Linked DNA regions of Oryctolagus cuniculus: region 1 is linked to region 2. A link is a contact called in public Micro-C data. All regions are on one chromosome and are shown on one strand. The core of a region is the stretch at or near the end of the contact, and the rest is flanking DNA. Distances in the headings are between cores, read along the strand shown.

Evidence for each region. Hi-C and Micro-C count contacts between places; a contact is called where the count stands out from the background.
Region 1: a contact with region 2 is called in a Micro-C map of ear pinna, with 6 times the contacts expected there. The contact joins the promoter of CCDC71L here to the promoter of HBP1 in region 2. A contact is called at or near these places in 2 of 6 Hi-C or Micro-C datasets (ear pinna and an unstated tissue).

What each region holds. Positions count from the first base shown.
Region 1 is chr3:137,525,883-137,532,085 of mOryCun1.1, forward strand. CCDC71L (coiled-coil domain containing 71 like) reads left to right here and starts at 3,032. Exons shown (of 1, transcript XM_051848824.2): 1 at 3,032-6,203. The coding sequence starts at 4,071. The coding sequence ends at 4,790.
Region 2 is chr3:137,057,719-137,064,542 of mOryCun1.1, forward strand. It overlaps HBP1 (HMG-box transcription factor 1), which reads right to left and starts at 2,823. Exons shown (of 11, transcript XM_002712037.5): 1 at 2,678-2,823. The coding sequence starts at 2,692. LOC138849034 (a long non-coding RNA gene) reads left to right here and starts at 2,872. Exons shown (of 2, transcript XR_011387367.1): 1 at 2,872-3,057; 2 at 6,733-6,824.

The DNA of each region.
Region 1 (6,203 bases), core at 1,782-4,281, 470 kb after region 2:
GGGGTAAAGAATGCATCTTTACTGCCTAGCAGGGATGAAAATCCTGATTGCTTCTCCAACTTTCTCTGCTGTCACCCCAGCAGAAGTGTCAGGTACCTGGCAAGGGGACCAGCCAGAGTTTTTCCTGTGGTGTTTTGTAACAGTAGGGCAATTATTTTCTAGGAGGTGTCTGTCTTTACGAGGCTCCCACTTTCCTAGTCCCATGGCTAGAGAGAACAGATTTTGTTGAGACTTTTCATGTTTGCATCTGTTAGCATTTCTTGCGTGGCTGGCTTCTCCAGGACCCAATCTGAGACGCGTGTGAAAAAGGAATAAAATGAGACCTGGTGAACTCAGCTGCTGTATTTTTTGTTGGCTTCCCAGGGCCCCAGGATGTCTGCCGCCTTCTGTCCTTTTTGCAGAGTCTTCTGGTGTTTGTTTAATAATATCCAGGGGTTATACTTGTAATTAGCAGGAATAATAGGAAAAGGGTATATACCCCATCTTCCTGGAAGTCAAAGGCCTATCCTCTTGGCTTCCATGGTCTTCCTGTATTAGCTATCTAGTACTTTTAGAGAATATCAGTGCTTTGAGGTAATTTTTGTAATCAAAAATTAAAATGATTTTAGAATGGGTCTCATGAAATCCTGATATTTTTCTTGATAACACATTCTGTATTTTATATCATTTGAACTAAGAATCAACACTATCTTTCGGCCAGCAACCAGAAACCTAAGCTCTGATTCATAATCTTTGACTGTTCAGTTCTGGGAAACTGGACCCATCTCTTGGTATTTCAGTATTCTCCGAAGAATTGAGTGTTGAACTCATTAGATCATCTCTAATTTCCTTCTAACACTCATCAATTCTATTACTGTTAAGAAAAATCTAAACTTTCTGTAACAGGGTATGAAATATGTTGGTATTGGTTAACCCAAGTAAAATCCTCAGGGTTAGGTAGAACAAATAATGATATCTATCATTTATTGAACCCTTAAAGTGTTCCTGGTACTTCAGTGGTTACAAACATTTTTTCATCTAATCCTCAAAACAATCCAATGAAGTAGAGGTGACACCCATTTCAAATATGAGAAAACTCAGGCTAAGAAAGGTGAAAAATATGCCCAAGACTATTTTGTTGTAAAGATGTACTTGATTCCAGTTCTATTTGATTCCAGAGCTGATGAGCACAACCACTTACATATACCTTTTATTTTTATTTTCCTGGCTACTTTGAAAGAAGCAAATTTTTTTTTTGGAAGTATTATCTTAAAGCAGTTTCTGGGTAACTAACAGATACATTTTATTAATTTCTACAGTCATTTTATTGTTTGGTTTCATTTTTTTAGCTACAAAATTATAAATACAGAAAACAGGTGCCTATGGCTAGTTTTTCATTTCTTCTTCTTATTCGTCCCATCTATTTAGAAAGCATTACTATCCTTGATAGAGGAATAAACTAAGGATTGTAAAGTATCATTTCTCAGGAACAAAAATTCAGCTTTCCAACCATCCTTACACTTTGTAGTATCTCAGGAATATATTAGCTTTCTGTGTGAGTTTTACTCATTTATGGAGAATGGCTAAGGAACCATTTATACAACTATATGAGCTAATATGAAATTTAAAATAAACACTATGACAAAAAGAACAGAAAGAATGTCAAATTCTAAAGTGTACAATAATCTAAGCACCTTGAAACTGGTTCCTAAAAACACTTCATAGAAATATTGTTTGGTTTTAATTAAATGAATATGTATTATAAAATTAACGAATATCTTTCAATTTGTTTTCATACTGTCTTAGAATCAAAATTGTGTTGAGACAAGATTTATCTTCTTAATCAAAATCAGTTCTGTAGCTTGTATAGAGATGTGGTATATATGTGGTGAGAGACACACACAGACTGAACATGGGAGGGGTTGATAATATAAAAAGCGGGGACTACATTAGTCCTAAAGTGACCCCATTCTTAAATGTGGAGTCTCCCTAACTCTCCCCCTGGCGTGATCTGTGAGAGTTTGTCAGTCTGTAGGGGTATTCCAATGGAAGTCATTAAAATTCCCCATTACTGTGTGTTCCCAGAAGTACTAAGAAATAATTGTGATATAAAGTTGTTGCAATAGCACGTCTTTATAAGGACTTTAGAAAGCTGGTAATTGGCTTGATAATCTTGTTCTGAGATCAGAGTGTGCTTTTCTAGGAAAATGATGTTCTCTTCAAAGTTGCCAAGATTTGGGTAGATAGAGGACTGACTCCTGGTCTGCAGTTCGTTTTCTGCCGTAAACTCAATGTGTGAGGAGGGTGCTCCGGTGTAGAATTATGTTTTAGCTCAATTGAAATGAAACAAAAAGATTATCTGTAAGCCCAATAATACAAGATAGATAAAAACTGCTCAACTCTGTATGGGGTGGAAGTAGGAACAGGGGCGCAGCTCTGTCCCTTGGCCACCCCACTCATGCATAAAGCATTCTCTTTTGAACTTCTTTAGAGTCTGGGCACCAATCCTAAACTGGAGCCCCAGTCCTGCTATCAGTTACTGAACCACAGAGCCTCCAAATCTCCTCACGTGTGAAGTGAGGAGATCGAATTAGGTCTCGTGGAGCTGGAATAATCGGGGCAACCATTAGTGACTATATGTAAAATCACCAAACTTCTGTTTTGTTAGTTTTCTACAGCAAAAAGAAGATGCTTACTGTATGGTAACATCTGCATGCCTACCTCAAATTTTTCTAACAACATTTTTTTAAATGTTCTGAGGAAATGGCAAATATAAATGTAAAAATAAAAAAACCCAGATCATTCTTTTCCAAGCAATTTCAATCATTTTCTTCTTGCCTCATTTGCAATAATGAGCAGTGTGTTACTGATTCACTTAGGTAACACACTGCGTGCCCACTGCCTGACAGGCTCTGACTTGGGTACGGAGGCTAGAAAGGCTGGACCCCAAATGCCCATGGCCGCCCCTCCCCCCACGGCACACCGAGGGTCCCTAACAATGTGTTCTTTTCAACAGAATCTTTATTCAGGTTCTGTGATGCCATCTGCCTTCTAATGATCCCGATGGTGCCGCCCAGGGCTGTTTTCTTCAGTGAAAAGAGAAGTGGCACTCCTATAGAGGTCTACGCTTACAACAAGGGTATTTTGTCCAAGCAGGCTGGCTTTGTTGTAATTGGTCTTGGATCACCTTGAGCAAAGAGTACTGAAAGACTTTGCTTTCCTGCTCAGAGAGCTGCTCTTCTCTATGAAGATGGTGCCACTGACCAGAGGGGCACTCTCCCGCGTGCAGCCAGTACTACCGGATGCATTTCTGGGTTACTGAAGTTTTCCTGCGGTGGACTGAGGTCCAGAGAGAGAAGAGATTTGAATGAAGATGCCCAAAGAGGCCTTTGAGGGGTGAGAAGGGAATTGTGCAAGGTCTGCTCCCTCTAGCCTTAAACCCCAACTTCCCAGCTCTGATTCCAGCAACAGTTTGGGCTTACCTGCCTTTGTTAGGCTGGTACAGCTCCCAGCTCAATCCACAACCCAATCTCCCCAAGAGGGGGCCGACAAGCTGCCTCCTCCTCCTCTACCCGGGGCAGTCCTTAGCTCTACCCACCCAACTCTCTTGACTTACGCTCAAGCCCCACCAACACCAACACCACCATCACCACCACCACCACCACCACCCCCCACCCAGCACCATCTTCTAGGAACTGGCCTCTCCCCCATCAGTCCCCGCCCCTCCTCGGAGAGCACCCAATGGGTGGAGCCGGGGCCGCGGTAGGCGGGGCCTGAGGCGGGCCCATTTAAAGAAAGGCAGAGGGCGAAAGGAGGCAAGAGAAGAGAAGAAAGAGAAACCAAGGGGGCGAGGCGCCGTCCAATGACAAAGCCCAGGGGTGGGCGCCGGCCGCCATCTTGTACCGGGCGGCAGGATATTCACCCGCGTCCTCCGCCCTCGGAGGGGGAGGGGCGGCGGCGGAGGCGAGAAAAGTAGCGAGAGCCGCGCCGCGAAGAGGGCGCCAGCAGCGGCCGCCGCCGCGGAGCCAGACACGGGCGGGGACGGCGGCGGCGGAAGGCGGGGAGCGCCGGGCGGCCCCGAGCGGCCTCCGATGCGGCGCAACGTGAAGAGGCGGCGGCGCCGGCCCCTGGCCGCCCCGGCCGCGGCCGCCCGGTGCGGCGGCCTGAGCGCGGGAGGAGGGGTGGCGCTGGAGGCGCGGGAGGAGAAGGTGGTGTACTCGCGATCGCAACTGTCGCTGGCCGACAGCACCAAGGCGCTGGGCGACGCCTTCAAGCTGTTCATGCCCCGCAGCACGGAGTTCATGAGCTCGGACGCGGAGCTCTGGAGCTTCCTCTGCAGCCTCAAGCACCAGTTCTCCCCGCACATCCTGCGCAGCAAGGACGTCTACGGCTACTCCTCCTGCCGGGCCCTGGTGCCCGACCCGCCAGTGCCGCCCGCCGCCCGCGGCCCGCCGCGCCGGCCGGCTCCGCGCGCAGCGGCCAGGAGGAGGCGCCGCGGAGTCCGGGCGGCCGCCGCCGGGAGGAGGAAGCCGCCGCTGCCGCCGCCGCCGCCCCCGCCGCCGCCCGCCGCTGAGGAGACCTCGCCGGCCCAGCCCGCGGCGGCGCCCGGGCCCTGCTTCGGGGGCCGCACGCTGGAGGAGATCTGGAGGGCGGCCACCCCGACGCTGACCACCTTCCCCACCATCCGCGTCGGCGGCGACGTGTGGGGCGACCGCAGCCTGGCGGCGGCGCGGCGCCGGGCGCGCCAAGTCCTGCGAGTGAACCTGGAACCCGTGGTGAGGCTCCGCCGCTTTCCGGTGCCCCGGGCGTGAGGAGCGCTGCCGAGGGCGCCGCCTGCCGGCCCCGGACCCCGGGACGGAGCTTCCGCCTGGACGAGTGGACAAGTGTCAGTCGAGTGTTTACAGATCCGGCCAGGACCCTGTCCCCTAGTGCACTTTACGCGCGACGAAGAAGTCACCGGATGGTGTTCTCTGCCTGCCCTGCGCCCCCGGCACGCGTCGCCGCCGTCTGGGACTCCCTGGGACGCCGGGCTTGCGGAGGGGGCCGACAGCTGGACCGGCTGGGGAGGCCCCTCTGCTTCCTAACCCCAGACTGCGACGTCTCCAGGACTGTAGGGGCTATCCGTTTTCTCCCTTATGGACTCTACCTCACTGGTCTGGAAGTCCTACGAAGAAGTCACTCTCTCTTTTTTTTTTTTCCTCCAAAGGAATTTGATTTCGTGCTTGTGAAAAAAAAAAAAAAAGGCTAGAATTTACTTGCTCTTCATCGCCCTCCTCCCCCCCTTTTTTTTTTTTTTTGACTGCCACCCCTCTTTCTGGATCGAACATGCTTTGTGATGTTGCACCAGTTTGTGCTCAGGGTGTTCTGAATCCTCATTCGTTTCTGAATTTTTACTGGCTTCCAAAGCTTTGACCAAGGATGTTTTTAAAAGGTTCAAGCTTATGACTCTGAGTAGTGCGAGGATTTGTGTGACTTTAAATTTCCTGGGCTCAGTGATTACAAAGAGATGCAAAGTACAACTGTGTAAACATAAAGTGTTTCTTAAAGATTTTATACGGAAAGCTAATGTTTTTATTTACTGAGCTCCTAAAGAGAATGGTAGAGTGCTAAAAGTTCTGTTTAGGAAAAGTTGACTTGTTAAAATTCCTTTTAATTGAGTAATAATAAAAAAAACTGAATTGAAACACCACATGGCTTGTGATAAAGACAAGTGAATAAATTGTGATGAGCCGGAGCTGGTTACAGGACTAACTGGCATCCGACTGGATGTGATTTGACCTCATGTCTTGGTCCAACATATAAATCCAAGAATCTCAATTCTGGGATACTTACTTTAAAGTGGGAGCTGTGTAAGAGGGGTGAATATGTGTAAAGCTTGTTATGAAAACCATCAACAGAATACCCATTACAAGTCTCACAACTGTTAATGATCTAGAGGGAGGGCTGGGGGGGCATTTCTTGGTATCAAGTCACTGGTTGAAGTGAACTTTGGGCAAGAGAGATCTTTGTTTCCTTGTTGGCAGATAACAAGAAATGCCCAGACTAACATCGCTTTTATATACAGCGTGACGGTTGGGTTGACTTTTTTTGTCCTATGGATTTGCCTTTATCAGTTGACTTTTTTTGTCCTATGGATTTGCCTTTATCTGTTGACTTTTTTTGTCCTATGTGTTTGTGGTTGTTAGGTCTTTGACAGCTGAAGATACCAGAATCAAGCAGGCTGA
Region 2 (6,824 bases), core at 1,573-4,072:
CAATTACCGTAGGAGAGGGAGTGCAGGAGGAACTGAGACACTGAAAATGGATTATATAACTCCAAGTTAAAGCAAGCCTCCCTACCTAACTGTATTCAATGAAACTTTCTACCCCAAAAGCAGTTGAAAGGCATTAATGCAGTTCTTTCAGAATCTTTTCCATGAAACTTCACTTTTTTTCCCCACCAAAGTGTTTCCACAACTCTACTTTGGCACTACACTCAGAAAAAAACAACTCCCATAACAGATAATGTTTTGGTAAAATACACTACTGCAGAACACCACTCAGCATCATTATGTCCCTACATTTCACCTTTATGCCTGAACTGTCCTGTCTGTCCCTGAGGCTAGTACCCTCTGCCACCAGAATTGCAGCAGATGTAAAAATACCGCTACAGGTCACATCCTTGCCTTTGGCGGGCACTGTTCAATCGCATCTATACAAGTTCTTACTACAAGCAGCCATTGCCAAAACTGTTTAACAACTGTACTGTCATTCAAGATAAGTCATATGACAGAACTTGAAAACATCTAAACATTCAATTATGAAATTTATTTTCCTAAATTTGATTTTAATCCTAAACATTTTCACATTACTGATCATAGCTATAGTTTTTCTTGAATTTTGTGATTTACAATTTTTCTACATTGTTTCCCCATTCCAAATAAATATTTACTTTCATACTTTAAAAAAAATGAAAAGCAGGCACTGTCTCTTTAAATATGGCAGTAACTTCAGGTAATTTATGCTCAAAAAAGTAATGATACTTTCATGTTAAACAGCGACACAAGAGACCAGCTTTCCATTAACCCTAAAGAATGTACAGGGCTTGGCAGTTTATTCATTCATAAATCCATTCCATCTGTCTTCTTCACTGGGCACTTGGATAACAAGGACGCAGTGCAACGAAGTTAATATACAGTAATGAAGGCGAAGTTTAAAGGAACAGGATCCTGTCTAGGTCGGGAAGGTACACACTGGGAAGTGTGTAAGTTTGGGGAGACTGCGCAGGAAATTCTGGGACAAGGAACACTGAACAAAGGAAAAGGGATTTCCACGCAGGAAAAAAGCAACCAAGATGGCAACTTGAAAGTGAAATCAAAAGTTCGTTCTATAATCAGTCGTCACAACAAACAGCACTTTGAAGTGGTTAAATGGCGTCCTCAAAAGCACCAAGTAGCTGAAAAACTTCAAGGATGTAACGCTGGAACGTAATCCAAACGTCTTCGGAACCGGGTCAAATATCGCCTACTGGCAACAACTGACTTCAACAAAGGAAACGGAACAGATGACCCTAACACTCTGGTTTACAAAATAAAGACGAGGAACAAAACCAGAATCAAAAGCACCAAGGTATACATTCCACGTAAACACGGTCAACAGTAAAAACAGAAAAATGTTCACAAATGTTAAAAGGTTCCGATTCTCAAAAGGCAGCTTTAACTGCAAAGCTACAGCTCCGCTGTTCGGAGGAAAAGACATCTACAGCAGTTGTTCGGAACCGCTGGGAGCATTCCATCGCTTCCCAGAAGGTGCAACTCCAACTCGCGTGGGTTTTTTTGCTTTTTTTTAAACTCTCCTCCAGTCCAGGCACCAGCACATCCTGCGCCAAAAAAAAAACTTTGGTGCGCGGCCCTTGGGTCGGCGCGGCTTCCCGCACGACTCCGGCGGAACACGGAGCCCGCCTCCGGGGGCGACCACCCCCCAGCACGGCGAACGCTCACAGCCCGGCGGCGCCCGCCTCCGCTCCGGTCCCGTCTTCCGCGGAGCCTGCCAGGCGGGGCCTGGGAGCGCCGGCCAAGCCTCCGCTCTGGGTCACGCCGAGTCCATCCCCCACCCTCTTTCGCCATTCATCGCGCGCCCTCCCCTCCCCCCATCATGTGACCGCAGCCCGGACTCCGGGCTTGTTTTTCCCCCGGGCTCCGTCTCACTGCGCAGGCGCCGCGGAGCCCATTCATTCGAACTGCGTAACAATGAGCCCCGGGGCCCAGCTGCTCCGCGAGCTCCCCAGCTCGGCCCGCGCCCCTCAAGGCCCGGGTGGAGGAGGCGGCGCCTCTGTGGGGGGGGGGGAGGGAGAGATCCCCCCCCACCCCCGGCCAGCCCCCCACTCCGGCCTACCGCCGACCCTCCGCCCACAAGCCTAGAGTTGGAAGTCAAACTTTCCTGGGCAGCCCCGGCCCCTTCCCCCGCCCCAGCCCGCCCCAACTCCGCACCCGGCCCGGCCACCCACCGCGCCAGCGGGCCCCGAACGCAGTCCTCGCCCAGCCTCCTCCCTTTCCCCGTCCGGGGACCCCCTCTCGCGCCGCCGCCGCCGCGAAGCGCCAGGCGCGCTCGCAGGAGGTGCCGGTCCGGTGGGCTCGCCGCGGGCAGCGGTTGGACGGCTAACTGCGCCCACTCTGAAGGCAGTCCCTGGAGGGGAGGGAACGCGGACCCAGGCTCGCCCGGCCGCCCCATCCCCTCGGGCTCCTGCCCCTCCCTTCCCCACCCCCACCCCTTCCCGAGCCGAAAGACAACAAACGCGCCGCGGAGTGCCGGCAGCCTCGGTGCGGGCCGCCTTGACGGCGACAACACCACCGGCAGCTCGCGGATCCTCTCTGCGACTGACGCTGGCCTCCCCGGTGCGGGTTACGGCTTCCTTCGCCACTCTTACTCCTCAACCGAAACTTTCCTACTTACCAAACCCGTCGCCATTACCAAGTCTTTCAAGCTTCGTCTTCCCCCTCCCCTCAAGCCCCCGGGGGGTTGAGCCTCCTCCCAGCTCTCTCGTCCTCTTATTGGCCCGCAGAGCTGCCATTCGGTCTTTCCACTTATCCATTGGGCGATACCACGGCCCTTCTCGGGGGGTGGGCATGTATTGACTTTTGTGTTGTGTTTACTGGACGAGACAGCGTGTCAGTCACTGGGCTAAGCGCTCCGGATTGGACTGCTGCCGAGACTCGGGGGACCCTAACCAAACTTTGCCCGCGAAGTGGATTGTGGGTTCGTAGTCTCAGCCTTTCTCGGCGCCTGGGAAGGCTAGGCTGGCGGAAGAACCGGTTGGACTACATATCCCAGAGGTGCGTGCACAGCACACTCTTGATAGTAAACAAGAGTCATAGGGACACGTGTATCAGCTCGTTTGTTTTGGTGTCTGGGACAAAAGGGAGGGGGCGGAGGAAGGGAGTGTTTGAAAGCTTGGGCCTCTTCGCTTCCTCTGGGCCTGTGCTAGCGCTCAGAGGCGGCCTCAGCTTTTCGCAGCACCCGTGCCTGGCCTTGGTCAGCCAGAGCCGTTCGCCGCGCAAAGTCTGGCAGGGGGCCAAGGTATTGTTTTAGGGCGAGGGGAAGGAGATGACTGTACAAGCGGAAGCGGCGCGGCTCGCGAGGGCTTCAGTCACCCACACATCGTGGTCCCAGGCCCGGCGAGGATGCTGAAGGTGCTGCCGGGGCTCCTCCCGCGATGGGAAGAACCGGGATTCCTTCATCCTGCTCCTTGCCTCGCCACCCTCCTTCACACAGCCCCTGGGGACCGCCTTTGTCGATTCTATGCCGGTGAACGCCAGGCGCCCTCAGGCGTGGGCATGCACGGTGCTGGGGGGCGAGACACCCAGGGCTTAGCGAGTTGACGAAGCTGTTAGCGGGGAACACGTCCGTGATGGCTTGCACCAAGCTTCCTCGTTGGGTAAGGCAGTACAGAGGAGGGCCGAGCGTGACTTAGACAGGAGTTGGCAGTCGTCAGACGTGGGTTTCTGCGGTGAGCTGTCGTGGGCCATTCTTCGCCTGCCGAGGACGCCCCGTGGACGGCAGAGGCCGCTCTGACTCACGGCGGGAGGAGGCTGGCCCGTCGGCTTTGCAGCCGCCCGCGCCTCCAACATGGCTGGCGGCCGGGCGCGGGGGCCGCCGGCGCGCCCCTGCCGCTTCACGCCGGCCGCATTGCAAGGGCGTTGGTAGGAAGCTCTGCTCCCCTCGGGGCTTCTGCCGTCTGCATCGTCTAAGAAAAGAGAAGTCGGTATTGGTGAGAAATCCGTAAGCAGACTTTGGGAAAGAGCCCGAAATCATAGCTCTCTTTCTTGAATTTTTTAATTCTACCAGAAAGCCACAGGAGCAATCGAGAATTACAGAATAACCCCTCCCCATACGGTGAAACAAGTTTCCAAATTCCTTTAGGGATACTCTGTTGGAATCGTTGACGTGAGATTGTTTATAAAAAGTCCTCCCTCCCCTGTGATCAAAGGTGTACTTTCTGTGTCCTTAATTAGCAACCAAACACTTTATTTAGCTTACTACGATAAAGACAGCCAAAAACGACGCTTGTTTTTTTTTCCCCTAAGGAAAAGCTACAGTTTAAATGTTATCATCTTTCAGAGATGAATGGAGTGACTGTGTCTCTGCTACTTTGTTGTTTTCTTCTCCCCTCCCCCAACCGTGGAGGGTCCTAGTGCCCCATCATTAAAAATATGAACTCCAACATTTAATTTCTTGACCGAAAAAGAAAAAAATGCATGTTCACCTGATCACTTTAAATCGAGGTCTAGGATAACTTATGTCTAAGGCACTAATTCCAAGAAACCTAAAAGCTTTCCTTCCCCAAAAATGACTTCTCAGGAGCAACCCTTGTATCTATCTTCAGTACACAGACTGTGAGAGTTGATTCTGACGAAGCCTTATTTTAAAAAACTACTTGAATGGATTTACCAAAAGCTTTAGTGTTTTTTTTTTCTTTTAAGGACACAGGACATTTAAATTCTTTTTTTTTTTTTAATTTTTATTTTTTGACAGGCAGAGTGGACAGTGAGAGGGAGAGATAGAGAGAAAGGTCTTCCTTTGCCGTTGGTTCACCCTCCAATGGCCGCCGCGGCTGGCGCGCTGCGGCCGGCACACCGCGCTGATCCGATGGCAGGAGCCAGGAGCCAGGTGCTTCTCCTGGTCTCCCGTGGGGTGCAGGGCCCAAGCACCTGGGCCATCCTCCACTGCACTCCCTGGCCACAGCAGAGAGCTGGCCTGGAAGAGGGGCAACCGGAACAGAATCCGGCGCCCCGACCGGGACTAGAACCCTGTGTGCCAGCGCCGGTAGGCGGAGGATTAGCCTAGTGAGCCGCGGCGCCGGCCGACACTTAAATTCTTATCTGGTTACTGTATATGTTTACCCTTGAAGAGCACTGGAAAGCTTTTTCATTTTTCTTTCAGAAAATGTACTCAGTACGTTATGTGTTGAACACTGTTTTAAGTGACAAGAATGCAAAGACAGGAAATCTTTTTCAAATGCTTTAGCTCATTGTTGACCCAGTGTGTCAAAAAGTGACAAGTTGAACTCAGTTCAGTCACAGCTGATGAAGGAGTGCGATTAGAATACCTGTAGGCAGACAATTCACCCTGAGACGCTCAAGCACCCGCAGTAGCGCCTCCTGTGTGTTTCACAAGGACATCCCCATTAATTCTTGAGTAACCAGCACAACCAGCCAACTCTTGTAAGCCAGTACAGACCTAGGAAGACCTCCTTAGAAATTTTTACATAGGTAAATTACACTTCTTGAACTAAAACAGACATAATTACAGATTTTATCTGTCCTTCGGATGCTTCCATGATAAAGCTGGCGCTAAAAATCAGTTTCGTCAAATAACACCTTCTGTTGGGTAGTGTAGGCATGATATACATTCGTAGACACATGCACACGCAAAGTCTGTGCCAAAATATGTCAGACATTGTCATCTCAAAATGTCTTCTCAGCAGTTTGTAAAATTCTGTTGTCATAAAAATAAAGTTCTAATTTGTTAAAAATGGTTAAAAAAAATTAGATCAGTCCTATTTAGAAGTGAAATTAAGTAATATATTTCCTCTGATTCCACAATATCTGGCACACCAGTGATTACTTTGCTAGACTAAGAAATAAGATGTTCAAGCACATGGAATTTGCCTGAATATTGAGAATATTGCTCTTCAAATTGTCTAAACAAAGGAAGTCACTCAAACAAGTACGAAAATTAGGAAATAGAGCACATGTATAATCTACAACATTAAGCACCCAGATTTTTTATTTCGTTCCTTCGTAGACTATTTGAATGCTCACAAATATCCTTCAGGGTAGCTGACTGTAATTTGAAACGAGTGAATTTTATAATTAACTTAGGTCAAAGTACTCAGGTAAACTCAAGTTGTAATAAGGTGCCTGGGCGCTAATGAGGGCCATTTTAGAACTTAGTCATTAGTACGCGTCCCTTATGCTTGTAATTCCTGATACAACTAAAGATCTAGATTTTGCTCAGTTGTCCATAAAGCAAGACCTTGCTTCAGTGGCTGACCAGGGGGTGTCTGAAGACTAACTATTAGGAAGAGGAAGGAAGGAATGATTGCTGGGTTTCTGGCTTGGGTAATGGTGGTATACTGATCTTGGAGAGAACGGGCACCAGCAAGAGGGCAAAGCATAAGCTTTCTTTGCGGGCCCAAATGTTGAGTACAGGGTCCTATGGCCAGCTGCAACTCTGATAGCTTTCAGGAGATCCAAGTCTAGAGGAAGAACCCTGGGTGTCCTCAGCCGTAGAAGAACTATATCCTCGATGGCTCAGCTGCCCTGCAAACATTGTGGTGGAGTTGCCTAAAGTGCTGGTAATAAAAATGTATTTGGAGAAGGCAATAAATCTTCATTTCGCTTCCCGTTGGTAAAAGCAAGCTCAGTGGGGCTGATGCTGTGGCATAGCAGTTAAAGATGTCACCTACAGCGCCAGCATCCCACATAGGCACCCCACTTCCCATCCAGCTCTCTGCTGATGTGCCTAGGAAACCATCAGAAGTTGGCCCAGGGGCCCAACACCCACGTGGAAGACCCGGAAGAAGCTCCTGGCTCTTGGC